Linked DNA regions of Mus musculus: regions 2 and 3 are each linked to region 1. A link is a contact called in public Hi-C and promoter capture Hi-C data. All regions are on one chromosome and are shown on one strand. The core of a region is the stretch at or near the end of the contact, and the rest is flanking DNA. Distances in the headings are between cores, read along the strand shown.

Evidence for each region. Promoter capture Hi-C pulls out the DNA fragments that hold promoters and counts their contacts. Hi-C and Micro-C count contacts between places; a contact is called where the count stands out from the background.
Region 2: a contact with region 1 is called in a Hi-C map of B cells, with 6 read pairs. The contact joins the promoter of Cnot8 here to the promoter of Guk1 in region 1. A contact is called at or near these places in 3 of 39 promoter capture datasets (hippocampal neurons, liver and pre-B cells), 1 of 484 Hi-C or Micro-C datasets (B cells) and 1 of 115 datasets of contacts at active chromatin or transcription factors (embryonic stem cells).
Region 3: a promoter capture Hi-C map of the HPC-7 cell line shows a contact between it and region 1. The contact joins the promoter of Mrpl22 here to the promoter of Guk1 in region 1. A contact is called at or near these places in 6 of 39 promoter capture datasets (the HPC-7 cell line, cranial neural crest, embryonic stem cells and 3 more), 2 of 484 Hi-C or Micro-C datasets (B cells and cortical neurons) and 1 of 115 datasets of contacts at active chromatin or transcription factors (astrocytes).

Annotation. Positions count from the first base shown.
Region 1 is chr11:59,190,472-59,193,341 of GRCm38.p6, forward strand. Guk1 (guanylate kinase 1) reads right to left here and starts at 1,481. Exons shown (of 8, transcript NM_008193.3): 1 at 1,280-1,481. The coding sequence starts at 1,340.
Region 2 is chr11:58,102,548-58,105,417 of GRCm38.p6, forward strand. It overlaps Cnot8 (CCR4-NOT transcription complex, subunit 8), which reads left to right and starts at 1,423. Exons shown (of 7, transcript NM_026949.5): 1 at 1,423-1,661.
Region 3 is chr11:58,170,224-58,173,093 of GRCm38.p6, forward strand. Mrpl22 (mitochondrial ribosomal protein L22) reads left to right here and starts at 1,441. Exons shown (of 7, transcript NM_175001.5): 1 at 1,441-1,490; 2 at 1,571-1,619; 3 at 2,810-2,870. The coding sequence starts at 1,463.

The DNA.
Region 1 (2,870 bases), core at 231-2,730:
AGACTGAACGGTGGAGGAGGATGGGGGACAGGGTAGAGCAAAGGAAACTGAGGCCCAGGACGTGTAGGCAGGGAATGGGTAGGGCAGGGCAGGGAAGACTAGGGACCAGCAGAAGCAGAATCAAGAAAGATAGGGACCGGGGCTGGAGAGATGGCTCAGTGGTTAAGAGCACTGACTGCTCTTCCAGAGGTCCAGAGTTCAAATCCCAACAACCACATGGTGGCTCACAACCATCTGTAATGGGATCTGATGCCCTCTTCTGGTGTGTCTGAAGAAAGAGACAGTGTACTTATAGATAATAAATAAATCTTGAAAGAAAGAAAGAAAGAAAGAAAGAAAGAAAGAAAGAAAGAAAGAAAGAAAGAAAGAAAGAAAGAAAGAAAGAAAGAAAGAAAGGAAGGAAGGAAGACAGACACCATCACATGCAATCAGGGAGGATGGGGACAGGACAGGATGGGACAGGGAAGATTAAGTCCCAACCAGAAGAGTCAGGGATACAAGAAGCCTTGCTCATATGGCTGCCTCCCAAGAGCTCAACCCTACTCTAACTTTCCTTCTTTGTCGCCTGGGCTCTTTCCTCTCACATCCCCTTCTGCCTTTTCTTTTCCAATTACATCATGTTTCCTGGATATTTTGTGTTTGTCAAGACAGACGAGAAAGGGAAACAACTTTAGTAGTCGCTTTCATAACTAGCCTATGACCTCCTGCAAGGTGAACTGAAGGAGCACCCACAGAAACAAACTGCATTCTTCTTTCTCTCCTTGGAGCCTATCAAAGGCTGACCAGTCATTTACTTGCTTTCTCCCTCTCTCCTCAGATACCGCGGAGCTAATGTCACCTGCTCCACCTCCAGGCACCACCAGAACGAACCCCGCCCACTTCCACGTTGGATAAAACGATGCCTGAGAATAATAAGCCCAAAGGCAGATTAATATTTTTTTCTAAAACAAAACAAATCGGGACAAGCCAAATCCTAATAGTCTGCAGGGCCTGCACCATCTGCAGGCACTGAAGTCCAACGCCCGCAATGGCTCAGGAGTAAAGCCATGTGCTTGAGCCTACCCAGGACGCCGGCTGGGTAGGGAACAGAGGAAGAGCGCAGACTAGGCTCATGCTGCACCGATCTGCTGGTGGCTGGGACTCCGCGTGCCCATCCCTGTCGTTCTGGGGTCCCGAGAAACACGTTCACCCGGCATCCCCACAAGATGGAGACGGCACGCAAGGGAAATATGCTGCCACAAGTCCCACTCCGAAGACAACCAGCCACCAGCGCACTCACCGTCCGCGGGGACCCGACCCAGGGCGGCCACCGCCAGCCCGACCAGCGGGCGCCGCAGCATCAGGGACCGCCCGCAGGACTACGTCACAGCGGCGCGCCGGCCCACCGGAACACACCGGAGGGCGGCATGGCTACGCACACCGAGTACGCAAAGCACCAGCGCCGGCCACGTCCCACCTTTGCCCGCTGACATTACGTCTCCCTCGCCGGCCCCACCTACACCACATTAAATCCCGCCTTGTCACGGCCCCCAAGCGACAGCCACACCTCAGCCCAACGGGGGGGGGGGGGGCCGCGATGATGCACAGGCGCACTGCGCGGTTCTCCCCGACGACCACGCCCACTTCTCTTCGTTGTTTCTTCTCCAAACTCCGCCCTTTTCCGTACCCTCCTTTCTTTCCCTAGGCTCAAACCCTACCAATTTACAAAGACCCTGAGAGGAACACATCAGAAGTCAGCTTCGAATCCGTTTAGTTACATTTTCGGGTTAGCCGGTTAACTGTTAAATCATTTCAAGAGGCGGCTAGCACGTGCTATTTATTCTTCCAGAGGACCCAGATTCAGTTCCCAGCACTCAGGTTGGGCAGGCGCATCACCTGCACTCATGTACTCTTACCCAAACACATAGACACATACACCTAATTTTAAGTCTTTTAGTTTTTTAGATAGGGTCTTACTATGTAGTCTTGACTGTCTGGAAACTCCCAGAGAGCCATCTACCTCTACCTCCCAAATGCCGGTAATAAAAAGATGTATACCAAGGGAAGCAGAGGCAGATGGATCTTTGAGTTCAAGGCCAGCCTTGTCTACAGTGCAAGTTCCAGGACAGCCAGGGTACACAGAAAAACCCCATCTCAAACAAAAGTATGTACTATTGTGGCTCCCCAAAGTATTTTTTAAATAAGTTACTTCAAGAAACTGGAAGGCAGGGGCTGGTGAGATGGTTCAGTGGGTAAGAGCACCGGACTGCTCTTCCGAAGGTCAGGAGTTCAAATCCCAGCAACCACATGGTGGCTCACAACCATCCGTATCGAGATCTGACTCCCTCTTCTGGAGTGTCTGAGGACAGCTACAGTGTACTTACAATAAATAAATAAATAAATAAATAAATAAATAAATAAATAAATAAATAAATAAATAAACAAACAAACAAATAAATCTTAAACAAAAAAGAAAAAAGAAAGAAAGAAACGGGAAGGCAAAGATCTCAGAGAATGCTGAAGTTGTCTTTAATTCAGGAGATAAAAGAAAAATAAGCCCAATGTGGTGGCACACACCTTTAATGTCAGCACTTGGAAGTAGAGGTAGGCCGACCTTTAGAACATTCAGGACAGGTTCCATTTACATAGTTAGCTCTAGGCCAATCAAGGTTACATAGGGAGACCCTGTCTTAAATAAAACAAACTTATTAAAGAATTGCAGTAAAGTGGGCAGCACAGTTGAGTTAAGTATCAGTTCTTTCCAAAAGCTTTTTTTGGAGAGAAGTCCTGAGCTTCGAGGTGATCTAGAGGGGCAGTGAAGGAAGTGCACATGAGATTCCTTGGAAAATGTACTGACTTTATAAGAAATATCTTTGCCTAATTTTACTCTT
Region 2 (2,870 bases), core at 173-2,672, 1.1 Mb before region 1:
TTCAAACTTTAGTTTCTCTTGTTTGCAGTTTGAAAGCCATTGTTTAAAGTGTAGACACTCCCCTCCAGTCCCTCCAGAAATACAATTAGTGTCTGTGAGAAGCTCTAGGTGAAGGGTGTGTGTGGGGGGGAAGCCAGGTGTTTCCTGTTCAACTCTTTCAGAGCACACCAGGCCTATTGGTGGCAAGAACCCCCCCTCCCCCCAAATTCCATGCTTCTCACATGACTAGCACATGCTAGGTCCACCCTCTCCTGAAGGACTCAACGGCTGCTCCTCACATGACTAGCACATGCTAGGTCCACCCTCTCCTGAATCGAATCACAGAACAGAGCAAGGACATGCACTGAACAGACTGAGGGAAGGCAGTGTCTACCTAGCCTAGACAACCCGAACACCTCAAAAGAGGCCAGCCCTGCAGCTAGTCCCATCAACATTGTTGCAGGGAATCCACCGCAGCTACAGTTACTGACTGCCCAGGCCTGGTTCTTTGTGGTGACGGTTGTGGCTTGGTCTAGGGTTTCATCCTCATCACAGTCTTGTGTCTCTATTTACAGATCCTGGAGAGAAACAACAAAGGCTGGGCTTCAGAAACTGTCCCTGACATCGTTACCCCAGAAGCTGGCTGTGCGATTTCACAGTTTGAAAGGCTAGCTCTCATTTAGTCAGTAAGTCCTATTTTGGGGATTTCTTCTGGAATAAAAGTTTAAAATGAAAAGGGCAAAGTGACTGGGAGACGGGATGTCAGAAGGGGGACACCTGCTGTATGCTTACCTACGGCCCCTAGGAGAGGAAGCACCAGGGGAGGGGAGGCGCTCTTCGGAGGTCTTAGTCTTCTTGCCCCGTGGGAAAGCACGAGGTGGCGATACATCCCAGCATGGCCTCGCTACCAGCGAACCCCCTACTCTCCCTGACTGGCCCCTCTCTCTCTGCACTGACCCACAGTGATACCAGGGACACAGCGGACAGCACAGGCCCCGGAGCAGCGCTGCTTAGGCCGTCCAGGTTCTGGGAGGCAGTGCTCAGCTGACCTCATTCATGACTCGGTTTGGTGGCGCTCTCCCACCCCTACCTAATGGTCATCCAGAAGGGGTTCTGTGAATAGATGGTCAGTGAATGAGGGGTTCAGGTTGCAGTAATCGAGGGTCAGGACACCCCATGTGCCCTGCATCATCACCTACAACCAACAGTCGTAATATGCTCTGATGTTAGGAAGTGGGGCCAGTTCTAGATCCCGTCCTTTCCCGAGGCGCGACTCATGATACTCCAGAACCTAGGCGGGGACCAAGTTTACACTGCTAGACGCCGTTTGAGGCCTCAGGGCAAACCTCGTTTTACGCACGCGCCCTCCGCCAAACCCAACTTTCTCGCTCTGCGCCTGCGCAGGGAGGCGGGGCGTAGGTATCTGAGCGCGCACGGGGGGACGGAGCCGAGACCGGCGGGACCGCGCACGCCTGGAGTGACGCGGAGAGTAGGCGAGTCGGGAGGGCGGACGGGTAGAGTGGTGCAACCTCTTGGTTTGGTGCCCATCGTCGGCCGCTCTGGGCGCCAGGACTCACGTCTCCCTGTCGAGCTGGGTTTCTGGAGCGGATCCGGGGCAAGAGGGAGGAGAGCTCGGGGTCAAGGGCCGCTGCCGCCCGCACTCGGCGGGGCCGCCAGCCAGGGTAAGCAGGTTAGGTTGCTTACGGTAGGAGCAGGAGGCGGAAGTGCCTCCGTGGCGACCCATCCTACACACGGGAACACTGAGGCACAGAGGCTACGGGGCTCTCGGTCCCCGGAGTCCAGCCTGGAGGCCTAAGGAATGGTGGGGGAGGCAAGAGGCCGCTCTGCTTGGCTCTTGGGGTGCTGCAGCTTTGCGTGGCAGGGCCGCCGTCGCGGAGCCAGCAAGCTGGATGGGGTGCCGTCTAAGTCCAGGGCTGTGGCCTGGAACGCTCCAGAGGGGACCTGTTGCCATTTCTTCTAACGGGCCGCTGCTTCCTCCTGCGCCCGTCTTGCACTGCTAAAGCCTTTTGTTTAGTCTTCTGGAACAGGGAAGTGAAGCTGATTGTCTCCCAGACGCTCTGGCGCAAACAAAAGCCGACGACGAGCAGGAGACACTCAGTGGAACTGAGTTCTGCACGGCTAGCAGGGAGAGCGTGGTTTCGTGCGTTCGCACTCCTCGCTCTTCAGAGCCCACCTGGGTGCACAGACACCCTGCTCCCAAGTTTGGATAATCAGGAGCGGTCACAACAGATTGCTTGGCAGCCTAGGGTGTGTGTGTGTGTGTGTCAGTGTTTTTGTGTCTGTGTGTGTGAGAACACAGGGCAGTGTGTGTGTGTGTGTGTGTGTGTGTGTGAGAACCCCTTTCTTTCCCTTTGTAGTTTCAAATGTAGCTTGGTTTGGGGATCGAGTTTTAAAGCCAGCCTGTGAGGCAAACATTGCATGGGATCAAAATTTTCCTTTAAGGGAGAGATCGCACAGCTGTTGATACACTCAACCCTCTCCCCCTCACACTCATAAAAATAAATCTTTAAGGGAGAACGCAGCCTCAACCTCCGAACCTTCCTGAAGAATTTTGAAGGATAATTTTTTTAGGGTTTAATGTTTATTAATGTATGAATTTATAATTAATATCACGAGTGTGTTGGTGGAAAAAATAGGCCGAAAAGGCGTCAACATTCTCAGGGGCTGGAGTTACAGGCATTTGTGAGCCAATTCACATGGGTGCTGGAAACCAAACTCTGGTCTTCTGGAAGAGCAGCAAGTGCTCTCAACTGCTAAGCCATCACTCCAGCCCCATTCTTCTTTAAGCTATTATTATTGTTATTGTTATTATTTATTGTGTGTACACAAGTGCCAAGTTGTCCATGTGGAAGTCATATTTGGGGTTTATG
Region 3 (2,870 bases), core at 191-2,690, 1.0 Mb before region 1:
CTCTTTCTTCTTTTCCTTTGAGATAGAGTCTCACTGTGTAGTTCTGATTGGCCTGGAATTTGCAGCCCAGGGCGACAAACTGGTGGAGATCTTCCTGCTTCAGCCTCTCATACGCTGGGATTACATCATGTGGTGCTACGCCAGGCTCCTTTTCTCTGAGACAGAGCCCGGCTTGTGTAACATGGTGGTTCTTTAACACCAGTCTCCCACATGCTGATGTTACAGTCATTTTTAACAAGAACCCTGAGGCCCACTGAAGACAGAGTTTGATGAACCAGCCTGCCTCCATTTTAGGCTTAAAAGGTATCTTTTTTTTTTTTAAAGATTTATTTATTTATTATATGTAAGTACACTGTAGCTGTCTTCAGACACACCAGAAGAGGGAGTCAGATCTCATCATGGGTGGTTGTAAGCCACCATGTGGTTGCTGGGATTTGAACTTCGAACCTTCAGAAGAGCAGTCGGGTGCTCTTACCCACTGAGCCATCTCACCAGCCCAAAAGGTATCTTATAGTAGAGGCAAACTAGATTCATTCCTGTTTATGATTAAACCTCCATTTCTCACTGATTGGGCTATGCCACACCTGTAATCTTAACTATACATGGTTCTGTGGGTTCCAGAAAATGGCAACTGTGTCTTTGTTTCAAAACCATCTTGTTAATCCTACCTTTGTTTCAAAAGGTTTTTATGGCCGGTCATGGTGGCCCACACCTTTAATCCCAGCACTCGGGAGGCAGAGGCAGGCGGATTTCTGAGTTCAAGGCTAGCCTGGTCTACAGAATGAGTTCCAGGACAGCCAGGGCTATACAGAGAAACCCTGTCTCAAAAAACCAAAAAAAAAAAAAAAAAAAAAAGGTTTTTATGACTACCTTCTTAGGACCACCTTGTGATCATAACTTTCTTTCAGGAGGTGGTTATGACCAATTTGCTAGTCTGTTTCTGTTTATGGGACTAACTTATTAGTCAGCTCCTGTTCTAGTTCTGCTCCTGTAACCTCCACCTAGCAAATCCATTTGGAAACACCCAACCCCTGAGCTATAGAAACCTTGTCTTCCTCATATCCGATGCTGCCTTCTCAAACGTTGCTTTAGGGGGAAGCAGTTCCTGTATGCAAATAAAAAAAGCTTGCTTTAATTAATTGCTTGCTTTAATTAACTTGGCCATTATGATTTGGATCAGTGGTCTTTCTTGTATCTTTGGCCTTAAATATTTAGGATTAAAAGGTTCTCCTGCCCTTTTCAGGCTGTTATGAGGTGAGGTCACAGTTTTTCTGATTTTCAGTCTTTATGAGGTCATTCACTCCAAAGAAAGACTGCTCTGACCAGACTTTTCACAAGGACGACGCATTCCTGGTCTCCATGACAACGCACTCTGACTTTTCCGGTCCCGGAAGCCGGCCTCGGACTGCGCATGCGTATAGTCAGCCGGCGTTTGATCCCGGAGGCTTCCGTAGGGCTCAGCATGGCGGCCGCACTACTGCGAGAGTTGGGTAAGGCTTGAGTCTTTCTTAGAATTTGGGAAGGAGGAGATAAAGAGAATCGAAGTTGACAGCTCGTATTCACGTTGCAGGTGCACTGAGGGTACCTAACCTGAGGATCTGGGCAACGCAGACGCTGCGGTAAGAGTCCTGCCACGAAGATCTTGCAGGCTGCGCCTGATCTGCATCGATCACAGTGCACTTGTGTGCCAGGCAGTACTTTCGGCCTCAGGTGGAGGGCGGCCCGACCCAGAACCCCATAGAGACTGTTGCCTCCGGGGGCTCCTCTCGGTGTTTTCTGACCAGCCTCTCCCTATTCCGTAGGCACGATTCGAATCTTCGACTTTGTGTGCTATACCAACAAACATTCCTGGTTATTTCTTTATTCACTTGCCGTGGGCAAGGACTGTTTGGAGACTCGAGGCTTGCCTGACATTGTACATTCGTTCGCTGTTGTTTCTCAGCAACTGGAGTTTGAGCCTTTTGCTCTGCAGAACATTCTGGAGCCTCTCGAGAAAGCCTTTTGTTTGTTTGTTTGAGTCTCGCCATAAGTCAGTCTGGCTTCTGCTTACCAGTCAGAGGCTGGGATCCTAGGCCATGCACTGTCCTGCTAGGACACAAGCGTCCCTATGCAGTTGAGTTAGCACTGGCATGGATCCGTAGGGTACATCCGAAGTTTCGATTACATATATAGTACTTGCAAATGAATTGCTTCTTTGGAGCAATATTTTGACATAATATAATTATAGTTGTTTGATTCCGTTTAAAACCCATTTCAGTCCTGAGTATTCATAAAACCTGTAAGTATTCATGAAACTTTGTCACTGTTAATTCATGGCATACTTAATTTACCAGACACCATATTGATTGCCAAATCTGTATTGAGGTTTTGAGAAATGCAAGGCAGTTTCTAAGGGATGGCAGACAGTAGGTACCTCACGCTCACAAAATCTTGTTTAATAGTTTATCCTAATGGCTTCTTTGAAAGATTGAAGTCAGAGTTGAGCAGCTTATGGTTCTGTCACCCTGCTGTGAGTGATGATATAAAATGATGTTAGAGGCCTTAGAGACATTGCCTCTTTCCTCTTTCTTACATACATGAAAACCAAGGCCCAGTGAAGTGACAGTGTGCCGCTGGCTTTAACTATGTAAAATGTAAACACCAGTGATTCAAACTGGAGAAGAAAGTTTGAAGGCCTAGAGATTGCAGGTGTATCTGGATGGGAGACGAGCCAGCTCTGTAGTGTCTGGATAAGGGTGGTGGTGACGTGGCTCCCAGAACGGCAGAGAGGTCCAAGTTTCTGTTGTCTTATGGGCTTCCTTCCTTTCAGGGTTTTACCCCCGTCGTGCATCCACACGAGTGCTTCTCTTGACATTTCTCGCAAATGGGAG